2 separate regions of the Sus scrofa genome follow, and region 2 is linked to region 1. A link is a contact called in public HiChIP or PLAC-seq data. All regions are on one chromosome and are shown on one strand. Each heading gives the region's core, a stretch centred on a gene start, on an enhancer-like site or on the middle of the called end of the contact. The rest is flanking DNA. Distances are from core to core; before and after follow the strand shown.

Region 1 (5,601 bases), core at 1,533-4,032:
GAGGCACGAGTGTGAAAGACACGGGGCTAATTTTGAAATTCAAGGCCAAGCTAGAAGAGACCTGTGGTGCTTGATGGCGCTTGACAAGCACTTGTTCCGAAATTTCTAGTGTTTTGTGCTGCTTTCTTCAGCAAACAATGGCATGTGGGGAGAGGCTGGGTCCTGAGGTGTGGGTGGCATCAAGTCTTAGGCCCAGCACAAGACTTGGGCACCTTCATGTGTTTTGTTTCTCAGTTTCCCCTTTTGGAAAATGAAATGAACCGGATTACTTTTTTTTTTTTTTTTTAAACCTTCTCTTTTCTTTTTTAACAACAACAGCAACAAAAAATTATTATTAAGCCACAGACCCTTTGTTCCAGGGGATTTTTACCTGGAAGCCAAACAGGATCACTCAGTCTTTTCACACGATGGAGGAACCCCTGCTCACTCACTCCCTGAGTCTTCCAGAGCATGTTTTTGGAAACCTACAGAACCAAATCTGCATTTCCCACCCTGGATACAAATCACACGGGGTCTTGTTAAAATGCAGATTCTGATTCAGCAGCTTTGGGGAGAGGCCTGGGACTCTGCATTGCGAACGAGGTCCCAGGTGCTGCTGAGGCTGCTGGTCCACACGACGCACTTTGAGTAGCAGGGGGAATGATTCTCTCCTGTCTCCTTGATCAGGAGATTTCTTTAAAAGTGGGGGGAAGAAAAAATATTGAACTCTGACTTTCCCTGACTCTCCAGCAGACCTTTGTGGAAAGTGAACTGGGTCAACCTTTCTGTGTTTAGTTTGATCTTATTTGACTGTCCAAGGGAAGGGGAGTATTTTCTTTGTCATGCTTCAAAATACAAATTATTCTCTAATCTCCTTCTTTTTTGTTGACTAGTACTTCAGCACAAGTTACATTCAGTTATAAATCTGGGTTGCCAGATTTAGCAAACAAATCTATAGGACACTGGTTAAGTTTGAATTGCAGACAAACAACGAGTAATTTTTTAAAACTATACTTCCTGGGACATAGTGACACTCAAAAAAATTCCTCATTGCGTATTTGAAATTCAGATTTATCTAAGTGTCCTATATTTTATTTGGCAACCCTATCCATAGGAAAACACTCTAATGGCTCTGGGCCCTGGCCAGCCAAACTTGCAATCTAATTAAAATGAATGACTCCTGTTTGTGGCTGCATTTCTTTACCTCGTGAATTGTAGGTCACTTTTTTTCTTAAAAAGAATAACTTAAACGGATGTGTCTATCTTCTGATACGGCCAAGAATTCTAAGCAACAACCCTTGTGTGAGGCAAAGCCTGGGTGTTTTTTTTTTGTTTTTGTTTTTTTTTTTTTTTTTTTTTTAGGGCTGCACCTATGGCACATGGAATTTCCCAGGCTAGGGGTAGAATCAGAACTACAGCTGCCAGCCTACACCACAGCCACAGCCACACCAGATCCGAGCTGCATCTGCGACCTACACCACAGCTCAGGCCAATGCCAGATCCTTAACCCAGTGAGCGAGGCCAGGGATTGAACCCGTATCCAATGGATACTAGTAGGATTCATTTCCGCTGCACCATGACTGGAACTCCCAGCCTGGGTATTTTTTGCATGTTCTCTATTCATCCTTTTGGTTATTTTTCCTCATGTGGAAGTTGCTTTATTGTCCTGCAGTTGCCTCTTTTCCAGCCTAAAATTACTACTTGCCAATGGTCTGATGCCTTCATTCTAGAACCGTGCTTTGGATAATCTTGAAGAATTAGTTAATAGTTATTACATGTCCAAGGTGAAAACTGCCCTAGAGCGTATGGAGAACTGTTGTATACTGGAAATAACAAAATTATTTTTGTTATCTACATGATTTTCTGAAAGCTAAAGTATTCTTAAAATAAAAATTAAGTGATTGTCTACTGCCTGCTAAATTAAGTACAAACTCTTTAACATGGAAGAAAGATCTTTTAACCACACATTTTGAATACTTCATGTCTATATATATATTTTTTTTCATAGCCCATTGGATTTAGGACACGATGAAAAATAACATCACCTGGGAGATTAAAAAAAAAAAAAGTGGAGTTCCCATCGTGGTGCAGTGGTTAACGAATCCGACTAGGAACCATGAGGTTGCGGGTTCGGTCCCTGCCCTTGCTCAGTGGGTTAACGATCCGGCGTTGCCGTGAGCTGTGGTGTAGGTTGCAGACGCGGCTCGGATCCCGCGTTGCTGTGGCTCTGGCGTAGGCCGGTGGCTACAGCTCCGATTCAACCCCTAACCTGGGAACCTCCATATGCCTCGGGAGCGGCCCAAGAAATAGCAAAAAAAAAAAAAAAAAAAAAAAAAAAAATATATATATATATTGACATCAAGGCCCACTTTGGCCCATGGATTGAGAATCTCTTGCTGGGGCCCCAGGCAGGTGTATTTTTTAAAAAGTTCTTCAGGTCAGTCAGATGCACTCAGAAGGTTGAGAATCAACTTCCATGTCTATATCCCAGTATTCCCTAATCTGAGCTTTTGCCTCTGGTTTTCCCCTAACCTGTATGCCACTTTCTTTACCATTTTTACTTATACAAGCACTGTCCATTTCACAGAATTTCCAGTAAAGCTTTCTGGATTCCCACCTACAGATTACTCTTCATTCTCTTGTGTGGTCTCAGACATGTCCTGATATTAATCCACATCTCTTTTCACATTTTAGCACACTTGTGGTTATTTCTGTGGTTGCATACATATACTATATATACATGTCCTTGGGGTCAAAGTCATATCTACGCAGCTCTGAAACAGCCACAGCAGTGCTGTGCTAAAGATATTTAGCACTGAAGTAGATCCTTTTGGTAACAACCGCCTCCTCTACAAGACAACGTGATTTTTCAGTAACAATCAGAAAAGGAAATGAGTAATAATAATGGCCAGAAAAGAAGCAGACTGGGAGAAAAAAAAAAAAAAAACTTCCTGTTTTGAACTTCATAGATATAATCATGCCAGCCACAATAATTACAAATAAAAAACAAAACAATACTACTGTACAAAAAGGGAAAATAGGAGCTCCCTGGTAGTTTAGTGGCTTAAGGATCTAGTATTGTTACAGCTGTGACTTAGATCATTGTGTGGCTTGGGTTCAATTCCTGGCCAGGAAACTTTCTCATACCGTGGCAAAAAATAAATAAATAAATAGAATGATAATGCATTTTTGAAAAAGAGGAAAAAGACACACGAAGGGGACTATTGCCAAATGAGTGAACACCAGAGAATGATTTGCACTTTGCAATAACAGAATGGAAGTAACTCAAGTTCTTTTTCTGTCTTTACAAACATAATGCTTTTGTTCTTTATTCTGAGTCTACTGTTTTAACACAGATGTATGCAGTATGCCCTAGGCTGGAGACCCATTGATCCTGAACTTGTACAAAGGACTCCAGAATCTTGAGGAGTAAGAGTTCATTTATTCATAAGAGTTCATCTATTCTCTATATGAATGCACATAGCTGAGTCTGCCATCAGGGGCCAAGTGTGTAACTGGGAGTTCTCTGAATTAACTTTCATGCAGAAGACAATATTGACTAAAAGAAAGGTAAGAAAACTACTCTGTCAGTAAAATAGTAACTGAATCAACTCTTGAGACCTTAGATCAGCAAAAGTGTTTAACACAATTTAGAATTTCAGGCACATAATGATAATAAAAAGCTCATCTCTGGAGTTCCCGTCGTGGTGCAGTGGTTAACGAATCGACTAGGAACCATGAGGTTGCAGGTTTGATCCCTGGCCTTGCTCAGTGGGTTAAGGATCCGGCGTTGCCGTGAGCTGTGGTGTAGGTTGCAGACGTGGCTCGGATCCTGTGTTGTTGTGGCTCTGGCGTAGGCCGGCAGCTACAGCTCCAGTTTGACCCCTAGCCTGGGAACCTCCATATGCCACAGGAGCCGCCCAAGAAATGGCAAAAAGACCAAAAAAACAAAAACAAAAACAAACAAACATCTCTTTAGTCAGTTCTACTGTGATTATACCCTTCTCTGTAGACAGTGCACCCCCTTATGACCTGCACCTGGGTCAGATTGCTCCCCAAGCCCTGCCCTTGGTTCTGCATTGATCTACCAAGTCCAGCAAAGCGCCATCACAAGGAGACTCACGGGTGTTCCTATTGACTTGAGCAGATCTTCCACAGTTTGTGCCAGTGAGAGACCCAGCATCCAGATTCTTTTTCCCTCTTTTGACTTCAGCCCATTATGGGCTATTTTGTTGCCCCAAACAAGAATGACTGGCCGCAGTGACTACTAGCATATCCCCATGGGTATACCTGCATTCAGTCAGCCAGTAAAATTGCTACTGGAGCCCCTATACGTAAAACACGACACTACACTCTAGGCATTTAAGCACACTATGGGAAAAGAAGGTATTTGCACACAAAAGCTTGAACACACTTGAAGCTAAAAACCCACTGAGAAGAGATTTGATTACTCGGTATAAAGTCAAGCATGTGCTGAAAATATTTGACAGTAAAGTTTATGAGCTTTGAGGAATGAGGCTTTCATTTGGATTTGAGTCATTAGAAATGGCCTTTCTTTTTTTTTTTTTTTTTTTTTTTTTAAGGATTTTTATTTTTTTCCGGAATGAAATTCTCAGTGCAGCCTCAAGGCTAATTGCTAGACTCATCCCAGGTCTTCAGAAAACCTCAGCCACTGGTTTTGTTTTCCCCTTCTCTACTTTATCCCCTCCAGCAAATTTAATAACTAACATTTTCTTTCTCAGGGTTCCTCTTGCATCATTTTGAAAATACGCACTTCCATCTTTTCTACACTGCTCGTTCTATCTGGAGACAGCCCTCCTCATGACCTGGCCATATGATGGCATGACACTACCTCTGATCCCTTTAGATTAAATTCTCCCACCCTTATCTTAAATCCTCATCTACATCTGTCTATTGCGGACCCTAAGCAGTCACAACAACGGCAGAAAAAAGTCGCATATTGGGGTTAACTCAGCCCAAAGAATCACACTCTTTCAATTGTGAAGTCAGTGATGAGTTCACTCTTTTCTTCTTAAATCTTTACGATACACCCCAACTCCATCCAATCCCCATCCAGTGCTGTCCTCTCTCCACCTCGCATTTCATCGCCCATTTTTACCAAGGAGCTTAGGCTATGACCCCGCGAATCCTTTTCTCCTTCTATTCAGTAATGCCTTTGTATCTACGCATCCTTCTTATCTGAAATAAAAAGATAGTTTTCCTCTGTTATATAGTTAATTTCATTCCTACTCAATCTTGTCTCTGCCATGGTACTCCATTCTTCTCTCCTTTGCAAGAACCTTAAAAAAACTCTCTTTTCATTATTTCTTTATCTTTTTTTTTTTTTTTTTCAGGGCTGTACCCATGGTATATGGAATTTCTCAGGCTAGGGGTCAAATCAAACCTACAGCACAGCTCATGGCAACACCAGGTCCTTAACCCACTGAGCAAGGCCAGGAATTGAACCCGCATCCTCATGGATACTAGTTGGGTTCGCTAGCGCTGAGCCACCATGGGAACTCCTGTTTCTTTATCTATGCCTTACACCCAACATCAGAAAAACAAAAACCACCTCTACTTAATGTCTGCCTGAATCCACAGCCTTCACATTATACAACTGCT
Region 2 (5,601 bases), core at 1,753-4,252, 580 kb after region 1:
TTACATCATTTTTATCTTACCCAAATGATTAATAACTACCATACCAGACAGTATGCATTTTTTTCCCTACAGTGGAGAGAATGTATAAAAGAAATGCAAAGGTGAACTGGACTTGACCATTACCCAAAAGGAGGTGATAAGACAGCTATGTCCTAACTAACTACAAAATTACTACAGCTACTAAGTCGCAATATGAATCAAGTTCAGTGAGAGCCTGAGGAAGAGAGAGCTTTCTGGAGCCAGTGGTAATGGCTTTGTTTGTGTAAGACTATCTGAGGCCACTCCCTGCAAGCCTCTCTCTAACCTCACAACCACATCCCCCTTCTGAGTAATACACAGATAGTTATCTTTAGTCCTTTCACTCCAGACTCTCAAACTTCAGACATTTAATCTCAGACTCTGAATTTTAAAAGTCCCAGATATTCTCATTCATAGGAATGTTACCTAAATTGAACTTGAGGATTTCTATTTGCAAATTGCATTTTTTTGTTTTTAGATCTTTGTAAATTATACAGACTGTTCCATCTAGCTTAGGACTAGGTTTGCTTAGTAGGATTCTATGTGTATTTACAGTACTGATTATTTTGATCTTTTTCCTCGGCCATTTCTATTCAGTAAATTTCTGGCCTGTTTTTATACTGTTCATTTTACTTTCTTCGTTTTTCTTTCTTTTTTTTTTTAACAGTTACTGAGGGATTGGAAGTAACCATGTAAGAGAGGTAACTAGGTAGGCTGAGTTTTAAACTAAAAAAAAAAAAAAAAAAAAGGAGTTCCCATATCATGGTGCAGTGGAAATGAATCCAACTAGGAACCATGAGGTTGCAGGTTCGATCCTTGGCCTCGCTCAGTGGGTTAAGGCTCTGGCCTTGCTGTGAGCTGTGGCGTAGGTCGCAGATGCAGCTCGGATCTGATGTTGCTGTGGCTAGGCTGGCAGCTGTAGCTCTAATTTGACCCCTAGCCTGAGACTCTCCATGTGCCACGGGTGTGGCCCTAAAAAGAAAACTAAACAACAAAAACAAAACTCCTTGGTATTCTTGGTTGCTTGGGTTAGCTCTTTATAAGTAATTTCTACACTTCTAAATAGGTTTCAAAAGAAGGGGCACTAAGCCCTGGTCAAAAATGTCCCCGTTTTGGTAACTCCAAAGATCACAGAGTTCAGTATAGCTTCACAGCAGAGTGATAAGATTAACCACTAGACAGCTGAATAGATTTTCTAGAATAGTCTGTTATCCTGATTCCACAATGATTCTAGACAAGAGAGGGAGATGCATAGATATACGAACAAAAACACTGTTTTGCAGGCATAACCCTCAAAATCAAAGTATGCTGTAAAGTTTCAATAAATTTATTTTGAGGTTCGGTTTGACACATCTCATTCAAAAATATCTTAAAAATATGCCACAAATCACTAAGATTAGTTTTAATTTCAAGGAAAAGTATGCATTAGTCCTTATTCACTCAAAGATAATCTCCAATTCATACCATTATGGTTTACTTATTATTATCAATAATAAAAGGACAGGGCTTAGCTATACAGGCTGTAACACAATTGAGTTATTTAACATAATTTGAATACACAATTTAACTCTGAGGAAGTCATGTCTAGTGGTTGGGAAATATTTTATAAAGTCTACTTGTAAAATTTGGTATCAGGCATTAAAAATCAACTAATGAGCTTGCATAAGAGACAGACAAACTCATATTAGATTTTAAAATAGCTACAACACGCATTCCTCCTAACAAAGTTTTGTTTTTTTTTTTTAACTCCAAGAATGTTAACTTCATTCCTTGAAGTCTCACTTCTTTTGTCTATTGCATCCTATAATCTGTAGAACACCACAAACAAAAAGTTCTTAACAAAGTCTAATACTGCACTGGGGAAATAATATTTGGTCATAATAAGTAAAACAAAATTATTAATCTGTCTCAAGATGATGTATGTGCTTCTAAGAACCATACATCTTTTTCTTTCATGTGTAAAGCCTTTATCTGATGATCAAAAAGCAATGAGTGTACATATAATTATTGCTTGGTACTCTGATACATGAAGCTTATAATAGCTTTAGTGCTATTCAGTGTTCACTTTAACCACTTTAACAGTGAGAGTTTGAATGTTAATTCTAGAATGTCTTAAGTATTACTTGCTTTTTATTCAAATTTATCACACATATATGCTATCGTATAAAAACATAACCCACCATCATAAAATCTATGCTACATTAAACATAACTTTGGGATGTTTAGATCTGATAAATTCATGATAAATATAACTTTGGGATATTTAAATCTGATTATTGTAGCCTTTCCTCTTCTTTAAACCTATTTTTAATCTTCCTTTGAGACCATTAGTAAAAATGAATATCCAAGATAAAAAACGCAGATGGCATTAAGATGATAAAAGCAATTCCTAGGTGATTTCTAGTTGGAAATGAAAACCAAATGAAAACGATATAACACTAATTTTTTCAAAGACAGAACGCCATTATTCTGACAAATTCCTTCTTTGTCTTTTTTTCCTTTTCATTTGAAAAACAATATATATATATATATATATATATATATATATATATATATATATATATATAACTTCCACATCTCAGCTGTTTTGCTGTGTAATATCCTGAATTATTTCGGGATTATGTGGAAAGGGAAAAAGAGGAAACTCAAGTTCAAGAAACAAAGTGACAGGAACTTTTAACCACAGAGTAACCGTGACCCAGAGAGATACAAATACAAATTAGATGTTTTTGGATATCACATTTTCCAAAATAGTCCTAGTGTTATGAGAATCCACAAAGTATCATATACAGAATATGGTTAAGACAGAAAGGAACATTCATAAAACTTCAGTGCTAAGTTTCAATTGTGTTTTTTTGAAAGACCCTCTAGATGTTTATTTCAAAAAATTAAAACAGACTTTTCTTTCTCAGGTTTGGAGACACCCTTGGATACTGCAAGGGGGAAAGGGGAATTCTGGAAATAGCAGCTGAGGCATAGAATACAATGAAGCAGTGCCCCCTGGTGGGCACCATATTCAGTGGGGGGAGTTACTAAAATACATTTGAGATGAGGGGAGGGGAGGTGACTTGAGCTAGTTTCAATTTAATTTGCCCAGCTCTACTGTGTAAATAACCTCCACCTCCACTACCACTACTCCTGAAAAAACAATTTTTTTCTGATGTATGTGGTATATAGGCAGAGTGAATCTTTAAGGCAACAGCAACTCCAAAGTTTAGTTAGCGGTGACTAACTATATCTGGTCTTGCAGAGTGAAAAGCATTCAAGTTGTCTGTATACTGAAGATGATACAGTGGACAGCTGCTGGCCAGAGGCATATACATTGCAAATATGATCTAAGAAAATACGGAGTTCCCGTCGTGGCGCAGTGGTTAACGAATCCGACTAGGAACCATGAGGTTGCGGGTTCGGTCCCTGCCCTTGCTCAGTGGGTTAACGATCTCAGTGGGTTAATGATCTGGCGCTCGTTGCCGTGAGCTGTGGTGTAGGTTGCAGACGCGGCTCGGATCCCGCGTTGCTGTGGCTCTGGCATAGGCCAGTGGCTATAGCTCCGATTGAACCCCTAGCCTGGGAACCTCCATATGCCACGGGAGCGGCCCAAAGAAATAGCAAAAAGACAAAAAAAAAAAAAAAAAAAAGACAAAAAAAAAGAAAATACAGTTCAATTGTTAGACATTTATCCTTTCCTTCCCCCCTGACCCCCCCATACACCTGTAGCATACGTAAGTTCCCAGGCTAGGGGTTGAATCAGAGCTGCAGCTGTTGGCCTATGCCACAGCCATAGGCCACAGCCATAGGTGGGGATCTGAGCCTTGTCTGTGACCTACACCACAGCTCACAGCAACACTGGATCCTTAGCCCACTGAGCAAGGCCAGGGATTGAACCTGTATCCTCATGGATACCAGATGGGTTCATAACCCATTGAGCCACAAGGGGAACTCCCAACATTCATCCTTTCTTAATTCCTTGCACCAATGAAATAACATGTATCTGCAATTTCTCCCACTGATTTTACGGTGAAGACTAGAGATACAAGCCAAGATTTTTGTGTACTGAACGAATGGAAAACTGAGATTTCAGTCACTCCCTCAGGGATACTGCAGCGGGTCAAACTCTATTTTGAAATGTTATTTATTTATTTTTGCATGTTTCCTCAAATGTGTGGTGTGGGCTGGGGAAAAGTTACTTTAAAGGGTATGGAAACCTCCATGTGTGGTGGACAGAGAGATATTTTACAGGGTTCTTGTTGGGATCAAAGAACCAGCAGTCTGTTGCATTTGAACTACTTCATTTCAGCCATTTTTCTAATCCAGACCATAATATAAAGATGACTACATCCTGCCAGCATCTTAGAGACCAATAAGCACAAGAGTTCCATTCATCTATGTACAGTTGGTGGTGCGATCTACACCCATTTATTTGGTGACGTGATGGATGCTTTTTTCTAAAATAAAAGCACAGTATCGAGACTAAATTTTTTCTTTGCTATTCAATTTTATTTTTAAAGAGAATAACATTCCTCATTTTTTACATTTTTTATCTGTGTCTGTATTTGAACTTCTGGACCATTGTCCACCTCGACTTCCTAATTTTTACTTTCTATACATCTAATGGAGCTTTCAATTATTTTCCTTTTTTCCCCCCTCAGATAAAGCAAAGTTTAAGAATTTACTTTTCATGAGGCTTCAATTAAGAAGAAAAAACCAAAAACCTCGTCTCCCTGTTACGCTGGTTATCCGCATGACAAAAAGGAAGTTAAACTGTTTGCTGACATGTTTCTTATGGTTTGAGTCTGGGCTTCCTTCTCTAGGACTCTTGCCAAACACTTAGCTTCCACAGGCAATCTTTTGTGGGAGGTGACCTCATTGGAATCTAAGAGCAAAGGCTAAAAAAAATGCCATAATAATTGCAAACAAACCCTAGTTCTGGTGAAGGACTTCTTGGTTCACATTCCTGAAGTAGCTGGAAATACACTTTCTGAAGAGATGAACAGAATAGTAGGTCTTTTCTCTTGAAAACAACTGTTCTTCTAGACATTGAGGTTCCTGTTTAATGGTGCTACCATTTTCCACGTTATTAGAGGGTTAGGGTCATCTTTCATTCTTCCCTTTTCTTTCTCATCCATCATTCATATTTAATCGATTGGTAAGTTCTAAAACCTCTTTGCCAAAATTAATTTTCTGCTACTCCCTTAATGTGGCATCATTTTACTTTTGGATGAAAGGTGTGCCTATAACTTTTATGACTCATTTCAGTCTCATTAAGCATTCTCTCCAATGTCATCCCCGTCTAACTTTTTGTTCTGTGCCTTAGTATACTTCACATTGTCATAATCCATGGAGAAAAATCAGGAGGGGAGAAAAAAGTGTCCCATGACACATGACCTTATTTCCTGCCTTTGTTTAAACATTTAGCTTATATATCTTCAGCATTCCTTTTGTGGAGCTTTAGGACTAAAACTTTTGCCCTCTCTCCTGAATTCTTTGATCTGCTACGTGATGCTGCCTTTCTAGTACTGAGTGATCTCAATTTGTTTTGACGATGGCATCTACCTCCAGACATTCCAGTGATGTGACTTAACC

Evidence for each region. HiChIP or PLAC-seq counts read pairs in DNA pulled down with a chosen protein or histone mark.
Region 2: an H3K27ac HiChIP or PLAC-seq map of alveolar macrophages shows a contact between it and region 1. The contact joins two enhancer-like sites. A contact is called at or near these places in 1 of 47 Hi-C or Micro-C datasets (embryonic fibroblasts) and 1 of 2 datasets of contacts at active chromatin or transcription factors (alveolar macrophages).

What each region holds. Positions count from the first base shown.
Region 1 is chr10:54,275,534-54,281,134 of Sscrofa11.1, forward strand. The region is part of intron 14 of PLXDC2 (plexin domain-containing protein 2); the gene reads right to left. Among named protein-coding and RNA genes, the nearest start is that of PLXDC2, 400 kb to the right of the region's middle. Within about 2 kb of position 2,783, at least 1 of the 83 cell types and tissues checked has an H3K27ac peak or open chromatin away from gene starts, as enhancers often do. A contact at or near this core is called in alveolar macrophages, where this site is marked.
Region 2 is chr10:54,856,754-54,862,354 of Sscrofa11.1, forward strand. The region is part of intron 40 of MALRD1 (MAM and LDL-receptor class A domain-containing protein 1); the gene reads right to left. Among named protein-coding and RNA genes, the nearest start is that of PLXDC2, 180 kb to the left of the region's middle. Within about 2 kb of position 3,003, at least 6 of the 83 cell types and tissues checked have an H3K27ac peak or open chromatin away from gene starts, as enhancers often do. A contact at or near this core is called in alveolar macrophages, where this site is marked.